Regions from separate parts of the Nomascus leucogenys genome. Here region 2 is linked to region 1. Evidence: chromatin contacts called from public Hi-C data. All regions are on one chromosome and are shown on one strand. The core of a region is the stretch at or near the end of the contact, and the rest is flanking DNA. Distances in the headings are between cores, read along the strand shown. Region 1 has its middle 7.2 kb from the start of TCP11. Region 2 overlaps SCUBE3 (signal peptide, CUB and EGF-like domain-containing protein 3).

Evidence for each region. Hi-C and Micro-C count contacts between places; a contact is called where the count stands out from the background.
Region 2: a Hi-C map of an unstated tissue shows a contact between it and region 1, with 2.5 times the contacts expected there. The contact joins two enhancer-like sites. A contact is called at or near these places in 2 of 4 Hi-C or Micro-C datasets (a lymphoblastoid cell line and an unstated tissue).

Annotation. Positions count from the first base shown.
Region 1 is chr22a:56,209,047-56,215,241 of Asia_NLE_v1, reverse strand. No RefSeq gene overlaps it. Among named protein-coding and RNA genes, the nearest start is that of TCP11, 7.2 kb to the right of the region's middle. Within about 2 kb of position 2,576, the one cell type or tissue checked has an H3K27ac peak away from gene starts, as active enhancers do. A contact at or near this core is called in a lymphoblastoid cell line, where this site is marked.
Region 2 is chr22a:56,309,954-56,316,767 of Asia_NLE_v1, reverse strand. SCUBE3 (signal peptide, CUB and EGF-like domain-containing protein 3) reads right to left here. Exons shown (of 23, transcript XM_030802568.1): 19 at 6,557-6,718; 20 at 5,942-6,139; 21 at 4,965-5,117; 22 at 4,776-4,855; 23 at 1-2,500. The coding sequence ends at 2,351. Among named protein-coding and RNA genes, the nearest start is that of ZNF76, 12 kb to the left of the region's middle. Within about 2 kb of position 3,112, the one cell type or tissue checked has an H3K27ac peak away from gene starts, as active enhancers do. A contact at or near this core is called in a lymphoblastoid cell line, where this site is marked.

The DNA of each region.
Region 1 (6,195 bases), core at 1,327-3,826:
ATCCCAGCACTTTGGGAGGCAGAGGCGGGCGGATCACGAGGTCAAGAGATCGAGACCATTCTGGCTAACACGGTGAAACTCCGTCTCTACTAAAAATACAAAATTAGCCGGGCGTGGTGGCCGGCGCCTGTAGTCCCAGCTACTCGGGAGGCTGAGGCAGGAGAATGGCGTGAACCCGGGAGGCGGAGCTTGCAGTGAGCGGAGATTGTGCCACTGCACTCCAGCCTGGGCGACAGAGCAAGACTCCGTCTCAAAAAAAAAAAAGCTGAATACAAAATCTTGTGTCTTTCTTACCAACTCTCCATTTCTATCATCAACTGACGCTGAAGTTTTATTTAGCTGGATCCTTCTGGGTGTCCTGTTCTCCGACTTGAACCGGGCGTGGCATCAGAGCCCCTCTGGGATGCTTGACTTACAGTAACCAAAGATTCTCATTATGGCACTAGAGAGTGTCTGCCCTAGTTAGGATAACTACTTTCTAACACTGCAGCTCATGTTTCTTTTCTTACTATAGAGTAGAAAAGAGAGATGTGGATTAGATTATTTTAAGGTGTTTTCCAGCTATCCCCATCCCCGCCCCGCCCCGCCCCGCCCCACTGGGAGCTTATATTAGGTTCATTCATGACTTCACTCGTTCATCATTCAGCTATATGATAAGGTATGTCTCCGTGCCCAGCTATGTATAAGGGCTGGGGGTGCAGCAGTGGAGACGGACAGGGTGTGTACCCTCATGGTGCTCACATTCCAGCGCGGGTGGGGAGCGGCAAGCATCCCAAAACAAGCCAGCTTCAACAAGAATGTACTGGTTGGATGTTGGGGAATCTCGGGCAGGAGGGTGGGCTTCAGGGGCTCTCTGCCTCTCCACGCTTAGTGAAGCTGGTAGTCAGGCGGCCTCCCACTCCAGCAGGACAAAGTCTGGAGCAGGAAGGATTCTCACTTTCCAAAAAACGCCTGATGAAGTACAAAGAGGAGGGACTTTGCCGGAAGCCGCTATAGCTGACCTCTCCTTGTGCCTCGTTGGCCTGACTTGTGTCACGTGCTTTTACTTGAACCAATCACTGTAAAGGAGACAGGACCTGTGGACCAATCAAGCTTCTCCATGGAACTGGGTGTGGTGGGAATCAGCTGGGCGTGCCTCGGGGGACCAAAAATTAGCTACTGCTTATTCTAGTTGGCTTAAATTAACTCGAAGGTGCACGTAATAAACTTAAACAGTAGTTCAAGACAGCTGATAACGCTTTAACAACTTCCAGAAGTACTGACTTCAAATATTGGCGTTAACTGCAAACCAGGGAGTATCTTAACACGAAACAAATCAGGAATGTCAAGAGGTTTCACTTCATGTCTGTTATGAGAGGCGGTCAGGAAACGCTGCTTTCGGGAGGCAAATCTTGAGCTGTCTCTGGAAGCACACAGCTTGGCTTTGAGTTCCCAGCCCTGAGATTTCCCGCTGGTTAAGTCCCTTAAGTTCTGGAAGCTTCAGTTTCCTCTCCTGTTAAATGGGCACTATAATAGCTTTTATGTAGGATTTGTAAGATGACTAAATGAGATACTATACGTGAAGTCCTTTTAGTACAGTGCCTAGCATATAATGAGTGTTTAATATATTTTGGGTGTTATTATTATTTAACTTGTGCAGAGTCATCCCAATTGCCAACATCACTAGATAGAAGTGGATAGTTCTCTGTTTCTGACCCACACCTTCATCTTCTCAGAATCTGATTTTAGGTCGCAGTTGATCAAGTATAGGAGTACTTTATTACAGGTATTTGTCAAGATTCTATCCACTAGTATTTCTTTTCTCCCATGCTTCTCCACCGCTGTAGCTTCAGAAGGTGATAGAAAAGTCAGGTTAAGGGTTCTGAAGTCAGACTCCCTGGGTTCAAGCCCCTGGCTTACCACTTACTCACTCTATGGCCTTGGGGGGATATTTAAGTTCTCCTCATCTGTAAAGTGGTGTAAAAACAACATATTTGTCATAGGGTTGTTGTGTGTATGGCAGGAACATGTCTACATGAAGGGCTCCCCAAGATCCTGGCATTATGGTAAGCACTTGATACATGTCTCTTGTATTATTACCATTTCATTTATCAACCATGACTCCTGTCTCTATTCCTGTTGTCAGTCCCAATCCCTCTTCTTAACTCCAGGTGCTTATTTCCAGATGCCTGCTGAACAATTCCTCATAAAGATCCAGCCAAAACTTAATTCTCAATCTATCCTAAAATACACCTAAAAAACACCCATCCACTCTCCTCATTCCCCAAATCTCCTCCTCCTCCTTACAACCATTCTTTCCATTAAGGTCAGCACCTATGGGAAACAAAAGGCTTTGTTCCCTGTTTTAAGAGTTCCAGACATTAGAAAGCCTTGCTCCCCCACCCCCGCACCCCCAGATTCTCAGAGTTGCAGGGCACTTCCACTCAACATAAGGGAAATGAGGCCAGAGCTGTGACGTGACTTGCCTAGGGTCACTAGCAAGTGGGAAGCAGAAGAAATCCATGCCTCCTGTCTTCAAGGTGACTATCCTTCCACCATCCCATGGTTTGCAGTTTCTCTGAGCCATTGAATCACCCTGCCATGGTTGTCCTAAGGGCCCCCTCAGCAGGCTCACAGTCCGGGAAGTTGGGGAGGGGCGACTGGGGGTGCCCAAGTAGTTCTTGAAGCAACCAAAAATCAGATTTTTCATAAGCTGAATCTCTTGTTTATCCTGAGTTGTGTGAGGGTGGGGGAGACGGGGGAGGTTAGCTCCTTTGAGAGTTTCCAAGCATTACGAGCAAAGTAAAACCCAAACTGAAGGATATGAGTCATTCTGAGTGTGCCTCTGTTGGCCACAAATGGGTACAAGAGATGTAAGTTCTGCAGAGGTTGTGAGTGGCTTAGCCAGTGTTTTTCAATGAGAAATTCCACAGCATGGAATTTGAGGGTGCCCAAGGCAGCTCTCTATGCCTCTTACTGCAATCCCATCTCTGTTAGCCCTGACAGATCTCAGGTGAGTAACTCTGCAACTGATTGGTGCTAAACGGGGGGGCCACATAGGCTTCAGACACCAAAACAGCCATCTAGCTCATCGCGTTGCACTTCCTCAGACTATTGAAGTCACAAAATTCCTGCCATTCCTGAGCTTGTAACAGAGACTCAGACCCAGTGACCTCCTTTTGTTCCCGTTGGGGACTGCAGCCCCTCTGCAAGTTTAAACTGTTCAAATGAGCTCCAGCTTCATCTTAGAGACGCTATCGGTGAAGGAAAGGGGAGTGGAGAGGCGGCACTGGGAAGGACTTACAAGGTGAAAAAGGATGGCCACGACTTTCCCCGTTCCCCCGCCACACCGTTGTGGGAAGAAAAAAAGTCCCAGAGAAAAACTGGAGTATAAAACTGTTCTCTCTTTATGGAGACAGAAAATAAAATAGAGGTTACCAGGGTCTGGAGGGAGCAAGGGACGGGGAATTATTGTTTAATGGTTACAGAGTTTTTGTTGGGGACAATGAAAATGTTTTGGGTATAGATAGTGGTGATGATTACATACCATTGTGAATTTATTTAATGCCACTGAATTGTACACACTTACAAATGGTTAACATGATAAATATTATGCCATGTACTTGGCCACACACAAAAAAAACTACAATAATGTCCTAAACACCCTCCCCCCACATTTCTTTTGAGATGGACTTCTAATAGGCTGGCCCTCAAATCTGTGAGGCTGGGTTCTTTGTCAGGAGATCATTATACTTTGCTTTAAGCTGGTGGTTCTAAAGAATTACGGATGACACAAATGACTGAAACTGATTTATTTCTCAAGTGTTTGAGGTTCCTTCATCCCTACCCAATAATATCTAGTCAGGAAAAGCTTGTCTTAAACAAAGTCAGAAAAATAAAAGAAAATGCACAAGCCGTCATCTAAAGTGGACCCTGGTTTAAGAAAATCTCAGATTTGGAAAACAAATTGGAGACTGATGATTTGCCTTATGAAAGATTGCTTCCCTTAACAAAAGAGTTTACTCAAAAGTTCTTTAAGAAGAGAGCCCCCGGTGCATTTAATGATATTATTGGATTAAAAAAATCATCTGGACTATTGAAGGGCACTGCACTGTAAATATATGAATACATTGTATTGTGTTGTAAGAGTGGGAATAAAAGAGTCAGGATTCTTTGACAAATGGAGCATTTTGTCCCGAAGTAACACAAAGAGAGAGCAAGATGAGTTTTCTTGGCTTAAAATCCTGGCAGCTTTCTGGAAAGGCTTTGGAAGTTTATGTGATTTATTTAAGACCAGCTAAGCCCAAGGCCTGTGACACATCCATTTTGAGAAAGGGCCTGTGCCAAATTTAGGGTCAAAGTTCTAACGCTGCTCATGCTAACCCCCATCACCTGCCCATTTAATCATAAAGGTTCTCAGACGTGAGCTCAACTCTGTCCTGCAATGGCAGAAAAATATATCTGTTGCCAGAAAGTGGATTCTCCAGTGATGAAGAATGATCCTTATTTATGTCTGCATAGGTACATTCTGGGGCCCATAAAGGTTTAATTGTCCCTCTAACTAGTTTTTTAAAAAACCCACAAAGAGGCTGCCAGCTTTCCCCAGAGTTTAAAACCAACTGAATGTGGTTCTGTGGAAACTGCTTTAAGTGTGTAACTCGCGCCGTGTCCTGGGGCACAAGGCGTGATTGTTTTGGGGACTCAAAAGATGCAGCTCTTAGGAGGACTTTTAAAGTCAGTTTTTGTGGCTTTCGGCTGCTGCTGACCCTGGGTTACTCTGCAGAGAGAGAGAGAGAAACTACTTCATCTAGGAGCCAGGCTCTAAGTTACTCCCATGGTGCCACTGCCCCCTGCTGCCACCTTCTGATTGGGGTGGGAGGCACTCCAGTGTCACAGGGCCTCAAAAGTCCTTTTCTCTCAGACATTGTCTTTGCTGGTTTAAAAGGCTCTCTCAGGAAGCTAAGGACAGAGGAGACACAGAAAGAGAGAAAACATGTCTATATGTTTATGAGATAAAAAGAGAAAGACCCTGGTAACCGAGACTGGATCCAGAGAGAGACACTTTGCTTGACCTCTTGGGTGTGTGAGGGGAGCAGTGGCCCATTCTCTGTCACTCCCCTTATAATGCAGTCTCCCCTGTTCATTCATTCCATAATTATTGATTGGACACCTATTATGTCCCAGGCACAGCAGTGAATAAAATGCACACAGTCCCTGCTCCCAGAAAGGTTAGTCTCATGGGAGAGTCACATTTCAATAAAGGTTAAGTATGCCAACAAACATATGATTACAAAATGTGATGAGTGCTATGGAGAAAACATGCAGGGTGTTGAGAGAAGCTAATGGAGGGCCATGGAAGTTCCTCTGAGGAAGTTAGGCCTTGTAAGCTAGTTCTGAAGGATGAGAGTCAGGAGGGTGACAGGGGCTTTTAGAGCAGGGAGAAGCATGCTAGGTGGAAGGAACAGCATATGCAAAGACCCTGAGGTCGGAAGAGCAGAGCCTGTGAGGTGTTGCTAACGGAGTGAGATGTGGCTAGAAAAGGAGGCAGTAAACATTGCTCCCAGAATCTTCTTTGTCTTCCGCTTTGAGCCTCCTCCCTTAGAGATTTGTAATGGTTTTCCCATCCATCACACTTCACATTCAGCTTCAAAGGACCACCTCCAGACTGCCCCCAGATTCCCTCAACCCTTCTCCTACTCTTGGGTTCTGTGGAGAAAACACATTTGTCAAAAGACTAAAGCAAATAGTTTTGACGTGCGGTTCTGTATCATAAGGGAGGCTATAATGAAGTCAGTCCGAGTTTACATGACTCCAAATGGTTCCATTTAAAGTCCCACCCTGTATTTATGTGTCCCTACCACTTTAGTTGACTGTTTATCTTCCAGTATACTCGACTGTACTTGCATCTTGGCCTTTATTTAACTTCAATCCCTTACTTTCTCCATTCCATGCCCTATCATTTACATTTTTCTTTAGGAAATGTAAATATTTATTTACAGTATTAGCTTTTATTCTTGCATACCTCTATACATTACAGAGTAAACAGATGGTGATATGGGTTCTAGTCCTGAATTTTCCATAAACTGGTGGTGACCTTAGCCAAGTCATTTAACCTCACTGAGCCTAAAATGTTTCTTTGAAAAGTGGGGGGTTTTTCATTTTTGTTTTTAGTTAGCAGATTTGTATCCAGGATTCCTCTTAAATTCTGTGATTCTG
Region 2 (6,814 bases), core at 1,863-4,362, 100 kb before region 1:
ACAGAGACACTCCTACTAAATGACCATTTCCCTTGTTTGGAAGCAGCCATTTTGCATCTTTACAGTGGCCCTCCTTGACCCAGAAAGACAAAGGTAGCCAGACACTGTACCCACAAGGGCCGTGATGTTGGCTAATGGTTGTCAGGGAATCTAGCTGTGTCACTGGCTACCTACTGCTATGGCCGTTTTGGCTGATGAATGCTACTGATGGGAGGGCAGGGGTTCAGACTCCTTTATTTAGTGTTGAGTCTCCTGGGGGAGCAGTAGCCTAGGACAGTCACCTAGAAATGAACCTGAGCTGTTCTGTGAGTTACCAGGAGAGTTAAAAAGAAAAAAAAAAGAAATGAACCTGAGGAGTCAGTTGGTAGCCTTTGACTGATTGGGACTACAGCTTTGGGGGAACTAGAGTGAGAAAACAGAAAATAATTTTATAGGCAACAGTTGGATTAAGGGCAGAATGTGTGCAGGCTTTGGGCTTGGGCATGGACTTGATTCTTCTTCCATTTGATTCTTTCTTCCTTCTGAAAAACAGTAGTTGAGGAAGCTAAGCTTGAAGTCAACTTCAAAGGGAAGTGACCAGAGCCAGGCAAATATCTGATGCCTTCTGTCTTATTCTTGGCTCCCACAGCTTTGTTTCTGGCCTCGGGACCCTGAGTCAGCCCATCCCCAGGTGGTATGTCCTGGTCCTCTTCCATGTGTACACCAGGGGATAACAGGATGAAGACAGGGAAAAGATGGAGGTTTTCCCTACTTGGGGAAGAGAATCACTGACCAGTTCCATTGGCCTCTACAATCATGAGGTCCACGCTGACTCCATGGAGAGGCATAGGGATAGCAGGATTGGTTTAGCAAACATAGGTCTCTCTCCTTCCTGCTCCATCAAATCCCCAGAATTATTTTCCTACACATCAGATGCCTCTGCGCAATTACCCTGGATTACCACAGCCAAGGGCTCTAGGTGGCCAGTGGTGGCATAGAGACAGATCAGATGCTCCAGCACTCAAGGTTCATGAGATTCAAAACCGATTTGCTTCCACTCCAAACATACACTCTTTTCTCTTGGGCAGCTATAAATAGGGTTTTGCTAATAGAGGAAAAAGAAACAAAAACAAAAAACAAACCCAGAAAACAAAAACTCCTCTGTCTAGACAACATAGAAAGACTCAAAACGATTGCACTTATTAGGTGTGGACAGGGTGGGCAGGAGGCTCGCCAAGTGCACACACATTCCTTTTGCTGCCCACAGCCTCAGGCCAGAGGTAGGTGGCTCCAGGCTGGCTGCAGAGTGGGGTCCTCTTTGGTGAAGCCCACAAGCCAGCTGGGGCTACAAGGGAAAAACAACTGTAGGGCAAGGCCTAGGCTGGCTTAGGTCAATAGCCATGTTTCTTTAAGGACAACATGTAGCAAGGGGAGTAGGGCTCCCCCAGGGAGCATCACATGGGGCTGAGGAGGTGGCTGGGCCAGGGAAGACAAGTAAGAAAAGGGATTAGTGTTTGAAGTTGACTTCCAATTGTGCTGTGTCTAGTCCTTTAGATGATACATTTTTTCTTTCTGTTTTGTTTTTTTTTGGCAATGCTTTAAAACCTGGTTTCTGTCCTGCAGAGCTACAGTTTTTCTCTCAGGGAGCTACAGCGGGGCATTCAACATGACAATGCCTGCTGCTCTTCCTCATTTAGCCGGTGTCCACTAACTCGGTGTTGTGGGCCATTTGTAAACCCTTATGGAGTAGACCCCAGGCAGACGTGGGGAAAGAAAGAGAGGATCTGTATAGACAAGAAAGCTGGCCATGTGGGAAGTCCAGAGCTCAAACCATGTGCCCCAGAGGACTGGTGCTGGCATTAAGCCTGTAAATCAAAGGCTTCTTTGGCAGGACCCTGGGCTGTTAGAATCACCCTAGGGAGCAGAGCCAGGGGACATTTTGGCTCCTGACTAGCAAGGCACAACCCTATAATGGCAGAAGCCCTTCTTTCCCCTCCCCGTTCCCCACCAGACCCACTTCCTTCATGGGCCTCTAGCACCCTTCCAAGCAGATGGGGTCAGGAATGTGAGCTGGTAAAATGGGCAGTGGAAGGGGCTGTACTGTTTCTTTACATCTCAGGGGGACTACAGCCAGTACTGAATGGCTTTTCTAGGGAGTATGTTAGAAAAGGGGAAACAGTAGAGAGGCAGGCAGAGAGAGACAAGGAAACTAGAAAGACAGAAAGGGAGAGTGCCTGGTCTGTGTAGTGATATTTTTTTTTTCCCTCCAAAAAGAGAGGAGAGAGTTCCTTGTCTGAGGGTAGGGGGCTGCCGGCTTTGAGGGCTAAGGAGTCTGGGGGCTTAAAAAATTGGGTCTCTGAGCCTAGGTTTACTATTTGTAGGGTCTCAGGAAGCTGGAAACTTTGGAGCGGAGCAGCTTGATGAAGGATTTTGGCAGCATCTCCTTGTGTTTCTCTGTGTACTTGAAGTAGTTCTGGGGGTGGGCTAGCACCTCAAAGAAGGCCTTGATGAGCTTCTTGTCCTGCAAAGGATGGCAGGGAGCAATGTCAGCCTCAGTGTCAGGGGTGGGAAGAAAAACACCATGACTCAGCAGCCCTTCTTGATGTCTACTAGGCATCCTACACTGAATATATCCAGAGGGCAACTCTGGATTCCCATTCCTACCATCTGCCCTTATTCTGGAATTCCACAACTGAGTCAGTGGCAGCTCCATCCTTCTGTTGCTTAGGCCCCAATCCTTGGAGCCATCCTTGAATCCTCTTTCTTGCTTACAAGTATAGCAAATCCTATTGACTCTACCTTCAAAATATGTCTGGGTCTGACCACTCTCATCATCTTCCCAAGCCACCATTGTCTCTGACTTGGAGTACTGTAGTAGCCTCCTAACTGGTCTCCATGCTTCTACTTTTGTCCCTCCATAGACTCTTCTCCCCACAGCAGGCAGAGTGACTTTTTGTGTTTTTAATTAGTTCATCTTTTTCCTGTTTGAAACTCTTCTCTGGTTTCTTTTATCACTCATAGGCTGAATGTGATCTGTGTCTTGCTTTCCACCTCCACTCTCGCTCCCTCTGCTGAGCCACACTGGCCTTCTCGAGGTTCCTGAACACACTAAATTGCTCCCATGCTCCTTAGCTTGGAATGCTCCTCCCTCATCTTCTAATGGGGAGCCCTTTTACCTCATTTGGGTCTCTTCTCCTTAGAGGCCTTTCCTGACCACCCTGTCTGCAACAGCAGCATGGTATGTGGAGAGCCTACTAGGTGCCAGGCACTGTGCATTAAAACTCAGATCTTCTGGCACCTAGGCTGGTGCTCCTTCCATGGCGTCAGTGGATTTTTCAAATAAGAAGTAGGGGTTTCAGCCTCTTACCCCACTTTAATCAGAACAGCTGCACTGCTTTATGTGTTGGAATTCCACAGTACATTTGATTTGAAATAAGGGTTCAGATGCTTTTAAAATGTTTGGAAAGTATTGTTAAAAGTATATTCTTTGAAGTCTGCAAGTTCTAGGTGATTTTTGTTGTCAAGGCTTTTATTTTGATGATAATATAAAAATATTTTGCTAATACTAACTTTTTTGCCGTGATAATTTATGAAGGATAATTCTGTGACTATGACTATAGTTTTTTGTTTTTTTTTTTTTTTTTTGAGACTGAGTCTCACTCTTGTTGCCCAGGCTGGAGTGCAATGGCATGACATCAGCTCACTGCAACCTCTGCCTCCCTGGTCCAAGCAATTCTCCTGCCTCAGGGTCCTGAGTAGCTGGGATTGCAGGCGCCCGCCACCACACCCAGCTAATTTTTTGTATTTTTAGTAAAGACGGGGTTTCACTACGTTGGCCAGGCTTGTCTGGAACTCCTGACCTCAGGCGATCCACCCGCCTCAGCTCCCCAAAGTGCTGGGATTACAGGCGTGATCCACCATGCCCAGCCAGACTATAGTTTCTTAAGGAAGATTTTCTCAAATTTGGATTCACCGACCCAGGGCATCTAGTCCATTCTTCAATGTTGGAAGTATTTATTTTCCTTGAAAAGAAGTCCGTACATAAATTGATTCTGAGAAAGCTGTGCTAGATCTGCCGCTGCTTTTTTTGTTTGTTTTTTTGAGACAGAGTCTCACTTTTGTCACCCAGGCCAGAGTGCGATGGCGCCATCTCGGCTCACTGCAACCTGCACCTCCTGGGTGCAAGCGATTCTCCTGCCTCAGCCTCCTGAGTAGCTGGGATTATACGCGCCTGTCACCGCACCTGGCTAATTTTGTATTTTTACAAAATTAAGACGAGGTTTCACCATGTTGGCCAGGCTGGTCTCAAACTCCTGTCCTTATGTGATCCACCCGCCTAGGCCTCCCAAAGTGCTGGGATGACAGGCGTGAGCCACCGCGCCCAGCCGATCTGCTGCTGCTTAATGAGGCCTGGGGAGGGAATAGGGGAAGGAAGGGACTTATGCAAATGTATCTTTCTATACTTCATTTTCCCTATGTCTCTTGGAAGAGGTAGGGACATTTCTTCTCCTCACTTTCCCTTTCTCTTCCAAGTTTTCCCCAAGGTGTAATATAGTGTGGGTGATGCTGCAGTCGGATAGGCTTGGGCTCAAATCCCAGCTTTCCCATGGGGCAGGTTCTTTAACTCTCTATGCCCCAGTTTTCCCATCTGTAAAGAGGCAATGGAGAAAGCACCTACCTCACAGAGCTATCGTGTCTATCAAATAAGAATATTCATGTAAGCACTTAGCATATTGCCTACATATTGTTACATGCTCATTAAATGTTAGCTATCATTATTGTTAATATTTATTCACCTTTAAAATCTCCTGGTGGTTTTCAGAGGCATAGAGCCGGCCATCTCGCACAATGTCTTCTACCAGCTGCTCATAGTCCTCTGCAAAGTCAACCAAGGGGAGGGGCTCAGGGGCGGGAGCTCTTCCTGCTCTCCTGGTTCCCTCTCAAAACTTACATACCTCCCCTTCTCACCCACCTCCTTGGCTTACCATCATAGGTAACATAGGGGATCTGGAAGCCACGGGCGCTGTTGGCCTCGCTTGTCTTGAAGTTGATCCAGAGCTTCCTGGAACGGGCAGTGAAGGCAATGGGACGCTCGTAGGTCTGGCAGGTCTCATAAGTGGTAATGGAGGATGGGGATGCTGGGAAGGCAAGCAGCAGGTCAGTAGAGCAGCAGGGCAGGCTACCTAAGCCCTCCTAGAATGTGCGCTGTAGAGCTGGTGGTGGGGGTATGGGGCAAGAGAGAGAATCATTCTGACAAAGGCTCCCGCTTCGCATACATACACCCTACCCCACACCCTCTCCCACTGCCCACTGGGCTCATTCCACAATTCCTCCTTGATACCTGGCACTCACATAGTGTAATAAATTTGACATTTAAATGAATGGAATGGCAAAAATGCTGGGATAGGAAAGTGATACATGTAACGCCATTGGAGTTCTAGCCCCACTGCTAGCTTTCTTTCTTTTTTTTTTTGAGACGGAGTCTCGCTCTGTCGCCCAGGCTGGAGTGCAGTGGCACAATCTCGGCTCACTGCAAGCTCCGCCTCCCGGGTTCACGCCATTCTCCTGCCTCAGCCTCTCCGAGTAGCTGGGACTACAGGCGCCCGCCACCACGCCCGGCTAATTTTTTTTTTGTATTTTTAGTAGAGACGGGGTTTCACCGTGGTCTCAATCTCCTGACCTCGTGATCCGCCCGCCTCGGCCTCCCAAAGTGCTGGGATTACAAGCGTGAGCCACCGCACCCGGCCCCACTGCTAGCTTTCTTAACTCTGTTTTCTACCAAACGTGTTATTGCTGTTTTCCTTTGTTAGCTTCTGCCTTCCTAAAGGCCTCTTACTATTTCACCCTCATAGATCCCTAACTTCACTGCCCAACTTCTTTCTGTATCAGTCTCTCTCTTTGTCTCTCCGCCTTAACCAGATTTGGACTGCCCTTCCCTGGCCCAGCTCTGCAAGCCACCCACAGTTCTTTCTCATGACGAGGACGTCCCCACACTCATCCTCAGATGGCAGGAAGATCTCTGGTACCACGATAAGGATCTTGCGCTTGGGTGGGGGGTTGATGTTCCAGATGCACTCCACACTGGCTGGGTAGTTGCCCGGGTAGTTGGGGGACTCAATATAGCCAGTGAACTCACCCAGCTCCCCACCACACTGACGATCTGCAGCCAAACCCCAGTGGATAAAACAAGAAAGAGAAGGGAAGTCAGTGGGGAAGTGCGCTGGGGGAATTGAAGAGTTCTGAAGTAGAGGTCAGACATTTATAGGAAGCCTGCATCCTAGTTCATCAGTATTTTCCAAGCTCTGAGTCCATCTTCCTTCCTGCCCTTTTAGTACCTTCTCTTCTCACTTCACCTGTCTCTGCTTCCTCATTACCTGTCTTCAGGGAGAGGGTGTTAACAGGGTCCAGCCGAGCAACTGACCTTGAGATTGAGTGAGTTGGGGAGAGGTGGAAGGTGGAGTTTTCCTGCCCCTCCACCCCCCAGCCCTGTTCCCTGTTGGTTTCACACCCCTCCTTTAGATGTCCACTGCTCCCAGGCCTTTCTCCTCCCTTTTCCACAGCCTGGCTTGCCACGTACTCTTGCATTGGGCCACACTGGTAGAGCCATCAAAGTCTGTGCTTGTGTTTCCTGGACAGCGGGTGCAGAAGTTCTGACGGAAATCGGGCTGATAGGAGCCCATGGCACAGCGAATGCAGCGATGGATGCTGGTATTGTAGTAGTGCCCTGGGGAGCACTGGACTGTAGGCAAGGGAGAAGGGCAGGAATCAAGATGGTAGGCAGGTGGGAGTTACGGGGCATGGGATGGACAGGATACATTCATCTTGGAGAATCAGG